Regions from separate parts of the Mus musculus genome. Here region 1 is linked to region 2. A link is a contact called in public HiChIP or PLAC-seq data. All regions are on one chromosome and are shown on one strand. Each heading gives the region's core, a stretch centred on a gene start, on an enhancer-like site or on the middle of the called end of the contact. The rest is flanking DNA. Distances are from core to core; before and after follow the strand shown. Region 1 holds the start of Tecpr1 (tectonin beta-propeller repeat containing 1). Region 2 holds the start of Ccz1 (CCZ1 vacuolar protein trafficking and biogenesis associated).

What was found. HiChIP or PLAC-seq counts read pairs in DNA pulled down with a chosen protein or histone mark.
Region 1: an H3K4me3 HiChIP or PLAC-seq map of the 230-238 cell line shows a contact between it and region 2, with 26 read pairs. The contact joins the promoter of Tecpr1 here to the promoter of Ccz1 in region 2. A contact is called at or near these places in 9 of 39 promoter capture datasets (the 3T3-L1 cell line, 3T3-L1-derived adipocytes, the C10 cell line and 5 more), 1 of 484 Hi-C or Micro-C datasets (forebrain), 13 of 115 datasets of contacts at active chromatin or transcription factors (the 230-238 cell line, the SCID.adh cell line, bone marrow-derived macrophages and 6 more) and 4 of 9 other capture datasets (adipose tissue, embryonic stem cells, liver and 1 more).

The regions. Positions count from the first base shown.
Region 1 is chr5:144,221,895-144,227,823 of GRCm38.p6, reverse strand. Tecpr1 (tectonin beta-propeller repeat containing 1) reads left to right here and starts at 4,209. Exons shown (of 25, transcript NM_027410.2): 1 at 4,209-4,329.
Region 2 is chr5:144,013,572-144,019,565 of GRCm38.p6, reverse strand. Ccz1 (CCZ1 vacuolar protein trafficking and biogenesis associated) reads left to right here and starts at 4,713. Exons shown (of 15, transcript NM_177682.3): 1 at 4,713-4,867. The coding sequence starts at 4,754. Gm24311 (a small nuclear RNA gene) reads right to left here and starts at 5,568; the gene lies at 5,465-5,568. It overlaps Gm33427 (a long non-coding RNA gene), which reads right to left and starts at 4,407. Exons shown (of 2, transcript XR_377194.2): 1 at 3,590-4,407; 2 at 2,405-2,871.

The DNA.
Region 1 (5,929 bases), core at 2,960-5,459, 210 kb before region 2:
GCAGCAGGCAATGAAACTCTATTCCTATGTCGGAGTTTAAGATGGAAAAAAAAAAAAAACCCACCATTTATGTCAATGAGACTAAGTAAAATCTTGTGCGGGAAGCTGAAGAGATGATTGGGCTTGTCATGCAAGCCTGAGGACCTGAGCTTAGATCCCCAGCATCACTGTAAATCTGGTGTGGTGGCTGAGACCTATAATCCTTGTATAATGGTGGCAGTGACGGGAGGCTCCCCAGAGCTTGTCAGGCAGCCAGCAGAGCTGGGTTGGTGAGTTACAGGTTCAGTCAGAGACTCTTGCTCAAAAACTAAGGTGGAGGGTTAGGAAGATGGCTCAGTAGGTATCTTAGTTAGGGTTGCCATTGCTGTAAAGAGACACCATGACCAAGGTCATTCTTATAAAGGATAACATTTCATTGGGGCTGGCATACAAGTCCCGAGGTTCAGTCCATTATCATCATGGTGGCAAGTATGGCAGCATCCAGGCAGGCATGGCGCTGGAGGAACTGAGAGTTCTATATCTTCATCCAAAGGAAGCCAACTATCTTCAGGCAGCTAGGAAGAGGAGTTCAAAATCCCACCCCCACAGTGACGCACCTCCTCCTACAAGGCCACGCCTCCTAATAGTGCCACTCCCTGGGTTAAGCATATTTAAACCACCACAGTGGGTAAAGCCTCTGCTACCACCTAATCACGAGGACTGAGTTTGAATCTCTAGAAGTGATACTAAAACAAATACAGATACAGTAGCACATGCCTGTAATCTCAGGGCTCTTAACAGAGCTGGGTGGTGGACAGAGTAGAATCCTCAAAGCCAGCTAGCCTGGTGTCCAAAGTACAGAATAAGAAATTGTGCCTCGGGCTGGAGAGATGGCTCAATGGTTAAGAGCACTGACTGCTCTTCCACAGGTCCTGAGTTCAATTCCCAGCAACCACATGGTGGCGCACAACCATCTGTAATGGGATCTGATGCCATCTTCTGGTGTGTCGGAAGACAGCGACAGTGTACTTACATATACATTAAATGATACTTAAAAAAAAAAAAAAAAAAAGAATCAAACTGCTGTCACCAGAGCAAGCTAAGTGAATTCACAGAACTGAATGGTAACTAGTGCGTCTAAGTACACTGGGGACCTCAGCTATGGAGTGCAACCTTTGTCTCCTATAGAGTAGTTTTTGTTAGGTAATCAACCTGGGGGTTCCTCCTCCCATCCCTAACCCGACCACAGCAGTTCCCCCCTAACTTCATTAGCCCTCTTTATTGGCCCAGCTCAGACCCTTAGGGCTGCACGCCATCTTCCCTGCCTTCTCTTATCCATTCCTTCTTCCCACTGCACCTTCTCAGCTCCCGGAGAGAAGATCTCTTGGCCAATTCGCTTAAATCGCTGTGGTTACCATTTCTTCTAGGCTCCGCCCCATTTCTAGGCTCCGCCCCATTTCTTCTAGGCTCCGCCCGCAGTTACCTGACGACAGCTTCCTCGCTCTCTTACTCTCTCTGCCTCTTTCCCCTCTCTGACCCCTCTCTCCCTCTCCCTGTCTCTCCTCCCTTCTCAACTCCCACCCCATGCCCCTAAATAAACTCTATTCTATACAATACCTCAGGGGAAGGGCTGCCTCAGAGGATGGGCCCACCGAGGTATCCCTCCCACCTCACCATACCTAGCTCTACAAAACGTGTCCTGGCTCCTTTTATAATACACAACAGCTGTGCTAATACAGATTAGAACCTGTAAACGTCTGTACTTTCCTCGCCACACTTGAGGGGCTTTGTAATGAGATCGGGAGGTCCCTGTGCTCCTTAGGCACCACAAGGGACTATGGCCCACTGCTGTTTGTATTCTAGAGGTTTTGTGGCATTATTATTATTATTATTATTGTTGTTGTTGTTATTATTATTATTATTGGAAACAAAAACAAGAACCAAGCCGGGCGTGGTGGTGCATGCCTTTAATCCCAGCACTTGGGAGGCAGAGGCAGCCTGGTCTACAAAGTGAGAAGTGAGTTCCAGGACTGCCAGGGCTACACAGAGAAACCCTGTCTCAGGGGGAAAAAAATACTCCCGAGGCACAGGCAGGCAGATCTCTGAGCTTGGAATCGGCTTGGTCTACATAGCCAGTTCCAGAACAGTCAAGGCTACATACTGAAATCCTGTCTCAAAACAACAAAACTAAAATTCCCTTTTCACTTCAGGGCATCTTGCTTACATTTACATCCGTTGATGAACTAGCATCTGTAGGCAGTGTCCTCCCCCCCCCCCCACCCCCCCCCCACCCCCGGCAAGGAGAGAGGGACAGACACACTTCTGATTTCAGTTTTATTTGTTCTGTGTGGTTTGCGTGTTGTCACGTATATACAAGGGCGTGTGACCATCTAGAGGCCAGAGCGGAAGGCTGTAGTTTGGCTCATACTTCAAGAGTCCAGCCCATCCTGGTGGGGAAGGCAAAGTGGCTCTGTCAATTCTGGGAGAGGCTGGTGAGCCCTGTATTTTTTCTAAACCATTTCTGGAACTCTTCATTAGGCAATGCACAGTGATGGCCAAGTGACCCAAACCTGATTAGACAGAAAAGCTAAGAAGGGAGAAGAGCTAGGTGACAGAACACGGGCAAGGCCCCGCTTCGATCCCCAGCACTGCAAGCAAAGACCAAACAGCATGCTCGTACCACACACCTTCCTTCACCCCAGATATAGCAAAACATCAAGTGTCATGATACAGCCTAGAATCTCGGCACTCAGGAGGCTGAGGAAGGAAGGTTGCAAGTTCAAGGCTAACCTGAGCTACATCGTGAATTCCATCCCAGCTTGAGTAATTCAGTGAGACCCTGTGTCAAACCAACCAACCAACCAGGCAAGTCAGCAAGATGGCTCAGAGGGTAAAGACACTCACCTGAAAACCTGAACTCAATTGAATATGGATTCTCGCTTCACAATAGAACTAGACAACCAATTCCAATAAGTTGTCCTCTGACCAAAGACAGAGAGACAGACACACATACACTAAATAAATGTTGTAAGGAGAGAAAAAAAAAAGACCCCCTAAAACTAACGAGGGGCTGGAGAGATGGCTCAGACATTAAGAACACCTGCTCTGCAGTGAGGACCAGAATCAGATCCAGCGTCCTCTTAACACACCAGGTGTCCCTGCAAATGACTTAACCTTAACCCCAAGGTGAGCAGAAACCAGGGGGTGTCAGGGGGTTGCTGGATTCCAGCCTAATGAAGACAGTAGGCAACCTTGCCTCAGAACAGGCAGAATAGCAGCAGAGAGCACCCGGTGGATGCCCTCTTCAGGCCTGTGTGGGTTATATACAGGTACACACACCCCTACACACAACACATACATCTGCTTATACTCTCACACATAAACAAATCAAAATCTAAAACACACTAATTAAAAAAAATAATACAGAATTTACCGGTGAGGTGGCTCAGTAGGTAAAGGCTGAGAAGCCTGAAGTACTGAGTTCGAACCCTGGGACCCACACGGTGGTAGGAAAAAAACCAACTTTAGAAAGCTGTCCTCTGATCTCTGCACCTAGCGCATTGCGCACGTGCACACAGGAACACACATACAAATAAATATTTTTTTAAAAACTAAAAAGTTAATAAGAGGCTAGAGAGATGGCTCAGCAGTTAAGAGCACTAACCCGGGGACCCGGTGTCAATACCCAGCATCCACATGGGAGCTCACAACTGTGACTCCAGTACCAGGGGATCTGACAACGTCACACGGACATGAATGCAGGCAAAAGAAGGCAAACTGCACAAGGCACATAAGAATAAATAAATCTTTAAACAAGAAATGAAGAATTAGAAATGACGACTATCCTTTCTTATGAAGGCTGGAAAACAGACTCCTGTGTCAACTAAAGAAATCCAACCCTGAAAAAACCTGACTCCGCTTCGGGAGCGGTGCAGGCCGGTGTAGACGAGAAGTGCTTCAGGCAAGAAGGAGGGACGTGCCGGAGAAGGTTGGAGCGCAGGAAGCAGGCATGTGAGGACGCGCTGGGACCCGCGGAGTCCTGAGAGGGGACGTAGCAACCCGCTCCTTTCCTCCCGACTAGCACAGAGCGCCGCTGGCTAGCGGGACCCGGCGCGACCTCGAGAGTGCGCACGCGCGCCACCCCGAGCCGGAGAAATTGCGGCTGAGCGCAGCAGCCAATCGTGAGCTTCCAGGCAGTTGCGTCACTCCGAATCTGGCCGATCAACGCTGAGTTGATTATTGCTTCCGGCCCGCCCTCTAGCCTGAGGCCGGGGGAGGGCCGGACTGTAGCTAAAACCGAGGAGTACAGAAGCCTCCGCTGGGAACCCGCCCCACCGGGCGTGGGCACAGGTAAGTGCGGCGCGATGTCCCCGTAACATCGGTGACAAGGGCCGTGGAGACTCCGATCGATGTTATTTGGGTGGCACAGAGCAGAGGTGCTCCCAGTTTTCCGATCCCTCTCCTCCATTGGCTGCGTTAACTGGGACGATCGAGGGAGGGAGAGGGGACTGTACTTGTGTTCTCTGCTGCACACCTACAGGGCACCACCCCTACCCCTGCTTTGGAACCCCTAAATGTCTGCTCGTGAACCCGCTTCATAGCATGACCCCCATTGCAGCCTTTGCAGCCTTAGGACTGCAGAGATTTGAAGACGCCGATCGCCGAGCCTGCATGATTTTAGAGAAATGGAACATCCAGGAGCCTGTCTGTAGCCTTTCTTCTCCCTTGACGTTGGGAGCAAATCTGCTTGCTTTAGGATTAGTGTAGGCAGATGGTCACAGCCCTACAGCTCCGACATATGCTCCTGGTGACAGTGCAGGGGACCCACCTGTCGCCCAAGTGCAGGAACTGGGATCAAAGCCAGGTCGCTTCCTGCCGGCTGGGGCTGGGCCCGACTCTATTTACTCTCCAGGAAGGGCCCCCACTCCCATACAAGCTCTGATATTTCCTGTCTTCTTTTTTAACCCTAACATCACCTTGGAGTGGTCCCTGCGCTTGGCAGCCAGGAAACAACTTTAATAGCCAGTGCACATCAGACAGGAGTGAGGGTGTAATAGAAAAACCAGAAGAAGTCTTGCAGCCTGAAGACAGATTCCGCAGAAGTAAACGTTTTGTGGCTTCTGTGTGCTGTGTTGTGGCCTCAAGAGCATCTACTGCCCACTGCTTGCTCTGCTTTTTGTTTGTTTGTTTGTTTGTTTGTTTGTTTTTATGTATATGAGTACACTGTAGCTGTACAGATGGTTGTGAGCCACCATGTGGTTGCTGGGATTTTGAATTCAGGACCTTCGGAAGAGCAGTCAGTGCTCTTAACCACTGAGCCATTTCTCCAGCCCTGTTTTCTTGTTGTTGCTGTTGTTTTTGTTTTTAATTTCTTTGTGTGTGCAGATGCACAAGCGGCTGTGGAAGTCAGAGGTCAACCTGCACCATCCACTTTGTTTTTTTAAAGCTGGGATTTCTCACTAGCCCGGGGCCCACTAATTAGGCTAGGCTAACCAACCAGGAAACCCCAGGGATCCATCCACCTCTTCAGCTCTAGGGTTATAAGCAAGTGCCATTGTGGCTCACTTACAAGTATTTTTACAGTTTAGTGTGTGTGTTTTGCGTGTGTGCGCACACGCATGCGTGCGTGGCTCATGGGTGGAGATAAGAAGACAGCTTGCTGGAATGTGTGCTCTCCTTCCATCAGGTGGATCCCAGGGACCGAACTTAGGTTGATCAGCTCCGCAGCCACTATCTTCACCCGATCAGCCATGTAGCTGACCATGCCCCCATACTCACTTAAAAAGAAAAACAACAACAAAAAACATGGGTTAAACTTGGGTCCTCCTTCTTACAATGCAAGCACTTTACCAACTGAGCCATCTTCCCATACCTCTTTGTGGGTTTTTGTTTTTGTTTTGAGAGAAGGGCTGACTACGTAGGCCAGTCTGGCCTGGACTTGGAGCAACCC
Region 2 (5,994 bases), core at 3,464-5,963:
ATCTTAAAAAAGAAAAGAAAAGAAAAAGAAAGCAACTTAAGGAAGGAAAGGGTTAAGTTGGCTCACAGTCTGAGGGTTCACAGCCCATCATGGTGGGGAGGCTGAAGCGGACAGCTGCTCACATGGCATTGACCCTGGGGAAGCGAAGAGAGTTAAACACTGAGGCTCAGCCCATTTTCTCCTTTTCCTTCGGTCCAGAACTCTAGTCTGGGGGATGGGGCCACACACATTTATAGTGGATCTTCTCACTTTAGTTAATCTAATCTTGGTAATTCCTCACAGACAGCCTGGAGGTTTATTTCCATGGTGTCTCCAGATCCTGCCAAGTTAACAATATTAATTATGATAGGTTTTTGTTTTGTTTTGGGATAGGATTTCAAAATGTATCCCTAGCTGGCCTAGAACTCTGAGATATCCCTATGAGATGTCGTGCTGGTCTTCACCTAGCACAGATCCACCTGTGTTGCTTCCTCAGAGGAGGGGGATTAAAGCTGGGTACAATCACACCCAGCTACAATGAGTGGTTTTGCTGTGTTTTTTTGTTTTTTCTTCACCAAGGTAGTGGGACCAACACAAGTCTTTCCAACGATCTCAAGTGTCCTCAAACACTGAGTAAGCCACACTGGTACTGTACATAAGGGAACAGGGAAATTATTTTTGTTTGTTTCAGAATCTGGTTTTAAAAGCATGTAAGTGTTGCAACTAAATATCGTTGTCCTGCTGAGAATCTTATTCTCAGCCATCCAGCTAACTCTGAAATTAGTATTCTTCAGAAAGATTTTAGCCAGCATAAGCTCACTCATACACGAGCCAGACACAGTGGCGCACATCTGAAATCTCGATGCTCAAGAGATGGGAGCACTAAAATCATAAATTCAAGGCCAGCTTTGGCTACGCTGAGAGTTTGTGACCAACTTGGGCTACACCCTTTCTGAGCCAGTGAAGGCGAGTTCCGCAGATGACCAGATGACCTCGGTTCCATCTTCAGGACATATGTGGTAGAAGGAGAGAGACCGATTCCTGAAGTTATCCTCTGGCCTCTGCAATCTCGCTGTGGCACAGTGCCCCTTCCTGCCAAGAGATGAATGTTAGTTTAAAAATATCCTTACGCTAATCCCAGCGCTCAGGAGGCAGAGGCAGGCGGATTTCTGAGTTCGAGGCCAGCCTGGTCTACAGAGTGAGTTCCAGGACAGCCAGGGCTATAGAGAGAAACCCTGTCTCGAAAACCAAAAAAAAAAAAAAAAAAAAAAAAGATATATATATATATATATATATATATATATATATATATATCCTTACGCATTTGTTTACTGCTGCTGGGCATTCAATTGCAATAAGAGAAATCTAAATACAAGCAAGAGACAAGACAGCTGGATAGGGTTATAAAGCTCAGACTGCTTGCTGTTACAGCTCAACATGAACAGCTCATTTTGAAGTTGTTTTGACGTTTTCCTCTGGGAAAAACAAGTGTTCAGATTCGGTTGCCCTCGTATGACCCCCAGCCCCTACTCCTTTCTTCTCAGCTACCATTTTCCTGGCTCATAGGTGACAACACCTGAGCCGGTCACACCTAGACTTGCTGGTCCCGTTGAAGGCTAGCCTCCAGGGTCCTGTTACAGGGTTGGGGAGTTTCGAGCCAGGAATTTCTCATTAGGCTGCTTTCCAAGGGGCACCTAAAGCTCTGGCCGACCCTGAGAGCTGGGGACACCCGAGAGTCATGAGCATTTTTCTAGGAGATTGTTTAACAGTTCATAATCGTGTGTGTGTGTGTGTGTGTGTGTGCGCGCGTGTGTGTAGGTCAGGAATCAATGTTGGGTGTGTCTCTCACTTGAACTAGGGCTGATAAGGCTAGGCAGGCTGGCTGGCCAGCAAGTCCGTCCATCTCTGGATCCTCAGTGCTGGGGGCAAAGGCCCACAATGCTTTGCTCAACTTTCTGCTTGGGTGCTGGGGATCTGAACTCAGGCCCTCATGCTTGTACAGCAAACACTTTACCTATTGAGTCATCTCTCCACTCCCAATGGTATCATACTTTAAAAAAAAGATTTATTTATTATTATATGTAAGTACACTGTAGCTGTCTTCAGATGCACCAGAAGAGGGTGTCAGATCTCGTTTACTGATGGTTGTGAGCCACCATGTGGCCGCTGGGATTTGAACTCAGGATCTTCAGAAGAGCAGTCGGTGCTCTTAACCACTGAGCCATCTCTCCAGCCCGGTATCATACTTTTAAACCAATGTCCACACTTACCATGTTCTGGGGCTCTCTTACACTACTACTGCCTATACACTAAACATATTAGTGAAACAAAACAAAACAAAACAAAACCCAAAGCTATAACAAATAACAAGCCCCAGGCAAACAAACAATCCCAAATACTCTTCATATATATTCTTCAAACTTGGTTTTAGGAAATTAATTTCACAGTCTTTATTTAGGAGGAGGAATAATTGAAACAAGCAATCAGGGACCAGGGAGCTGGCTAACTGGGTAAAAGCGTTTGCTGTGCAGTTAGAGGCAGGAGAATCTCGGAGAGCTTGTGAGAGACTAGCCTGCTGTACGCATCAGGAAAACAATGGAGATCCTCCTCAGATGAGATGGAAGAAGGTTGTCCTCTGACCTCCATACACATACTGTGGCATGGACACTTACTGATACACTCTCACACACACTTGCATGTCTTGTATAAATTTGTTTCTCACATTTCTCCTCAGTTTTGACTTTCTTGTAGTTTTCTGGACTGAGGGAAAACTTTAAATGTAGCAACTCCAGGACCAACACAGGAAGACTCTAGCCAGTCTATCAGCCAGAGGAGTCACCATGAATACAAAGAGCTTTGTTTTCATGCTAGACTTGACTATTTCCACCAGCTCTGCAAATGACCAACAAAATATGTTCTCAGCATGGAGTGGAATATTGTGACTTTAAAATGAAGGTCTAGATTGCAATATGTTTTCCATAACTGAAAAACTAAGTCTCTTTTTATTTTCGTCTTGCTTGTTTATAAAATAAGGCTGCAACACTGGCTTTAATTTGAACTATTTTTTTTTTAAATCTAACTACAGTCTTAGCTTGTAGCTTGGTGAAGTAGTTTGGGATTAAATGGACTTGACACTAAAGCCAGCTTTGTGGGTGGCTTAATGGTTGAGTCTGGTGGTGCACATTGGAAATCCCAGAATTTGGAAGTCAAAACATCAGGATCAGGAATTCAAGGCCATTCCTGACTACATATCGATCCTGAAGCCAGGCTATGTGAGACCCTGATTTATTTGCTTATAGGAACAACAAAACTGTTTTTGAGACAGGGACTCATTCTGTAGCTCAGACTATCTTATAGCTGGTAATGCACCTGTTTCAACACCCTGAGCGCCTGTGCCCCCATGCCTAGAGAACCTATAGATTTTCAAAATAGTTCTTTCTGTATCAAAATGAAAATGAAGCACGTATGGGAAACACTTGTCGATTTGCATGCTTACATAGTTCTGTGTAGCAACTACAGTTTAGTGTTGCGTAAACGACTGCTCACGAATCCAATTTCAAGCAAAAACCTACCCCGTATCTCTTCTGTAACGGCTAGGGTATAGGATTACCTCACAAACACTTTAGAAGACAGATGAAATCTGAATCGACAGGATATTTTCCACTAGGCCTGTTGATTTATTCACTGAGAAGACTATAGATTTACAGGTTTTCACTTGTTCCAAGAAAATCAGCTTTGTTGGTGATAGGGTAGATTAAAAAAAAAAGGATTGATTTATTTTATACGTATATGTGTGCTTGCATGAATTTATGTGTGCCACATTTGAGCAAGTGCCCACAGAGGCCAAAAGAGGCATCAGATGCCCTGCAGCTGGAGTTATTGGCCATTATGAGCTGGAACTAAATCCAGGTCCTTAGTGAAAGCAGCCAGTGCTCTTAATTGTAGAACCATCTCTCCAGTTCTGTGGCAAGGTAAATTTGGACATTTTTGCTTTTGCTTATAGTCCATTGCTTATAATTGATGTAAGTAAAAGTGCTATATATTCGAGGTTGACCTTGACTTATGATCCTCCTGCCTCCACCACACCAGGGCGTGCCAGCCACACCCAGTTTATGTGGTGCTGAAGGGGAGAAGCAATTTCAACAAGTTGTCCTCTGACCTTCATACACGTGCCAGGACATCCCCCTCCCTGGAGGACAAATAAATAAATGTAAAACAACAACAACAACAACAACAACAACAACAACAACAAAACCAAAAACCAACCAACAACAGATGTAAACTGGCTACCTTCAAGAAAAATGTGTTCCCCTAAACGTTTTTTCACACTTAAAAAATACCGTATCCATGACGCCTTTAATGCCAGCACCCAGGAGGCTGAGGCATGAGGATCTCTGTGAGTTAGAGGCCAACCTGGTGTACATAGTGAACCCCTATCCAAACAAACAAACAAACAAACAAACAAAAGAAAAGAAACAACACCCCCCCCACCCCAATCCATTGTTACATTTCTCTTGAAATTCGTGGTCTTCGCCTTTAGCCATGACAGCCAGCTGAGAGCTGATATAATTGAAAACACTCCAGCCCAATAAACACGAGGGAACTGGTTCCACACGGACCTATCAGAGAGGGACTGGGCACTGCAGGTTTTTCTTCTGGGTCAGTTTCGAGCTCTTCCGGGCCGCCGGCTAGCGAGGCGGAAGTGCGGTGTTCCCTAAGGCTGCTGCCTCGGAGCGGGCGGAGGGGAGCCTCCCGAAACGGGGGCCGGGCCGGGATGGCGGCAGCCGCGGCCGGGCCGGGTGCTTGGGCGGCCCAGGAGAAGCAGTTCCCGCCAGCGCTGCTGAGCTTCTTCATCTACAACCCCCGTTTCGGGCCGCGCGAGGGAGAGGTAAGCCGAAGGGGCCGCGAGCCTGCTCCGTGCCCGGCCCCTGATGCCGCAGCCCGTCCTGGCAACGGAGGTCCCAGGTTAATCCCTCCGCCCGGCTTGAAAGTCTTTCCCATCGCGTCAGGTCTGGGCAATTAAGATCGAACTTGACTCCTCTCTTGGAATCTTCGATTGCAAAGGTGGAGCCAGATTGGTAGGACAGAGCTCCCAAAAGAGGGAAAATGAAACAAAACTAAAAACTTGGAGGCGCTTCACAAAGTTAATTTTTTCTTTTTTCTTGTTTTCCCCAAAATTGATGTTTTGTTTTCTGGAAATGTTACTGTTACTTTATTTTTCCTTCCGGCTAACTAAAATCTCATTGTGTTTTAACACATTTCTATCCACTAAACTGTTTGGTTGATATCTATGCTGGTTCCAGCTTGTGGCTAATGTCATTAATGTAGCAATAAAGATTTATGTGCAAGCATTTCTGTGATGGTAGGAGTTAAGAGTGCTTTAGGTGTATATTCAGGTATCATAGTCGAACTCTAGTAGAATCATTCTATCTAGGGTAAACATTAGAATGAAATAGTTTTTCACTGTGTCTAGGATAAACGTTGGAAAAAAATGGAACGCTTCACGAATTTGAGTGTCATCCTTGCACAGGGGCCATGCTAATCTCTGTATCATTCCAATTTTAGTATATGTGCTGCCGAAGGGAGCACCCAAAATCGAAGTTATAAGCGTTTTTTTTTACTCCGAGTTGACAGTGGCAACTTCCTCAAAACATGCCTAGAACTGTGTTTTGTTGCAAGCAGATCAAAGCCCTATTTAGGGGCTGGTGAGATGGCTCAGTGGGTAAGAGCACCCGACTGCTCTTCTGAAGGTCCGAAGTTCAAATCCCAGCAACCACATGGTGGCTCACAACCACCCGTAATGAGATCTGATGCCCTCTTCTGGTGTGTCTGAAGACAGCTACAGTGTACTTACATATAATAAATAAATAAATAAATAAATAAATAAATAAGTACTTACATATAATAAATAAATAAATAAATAAATAAATAAATCTTAAAAAAAAAAAGCCCTATTTAGAGGCTGTCAGCCCAAGTGCTCCCGAACCAACTTGGTGCAATTGTGGATCCTGTATT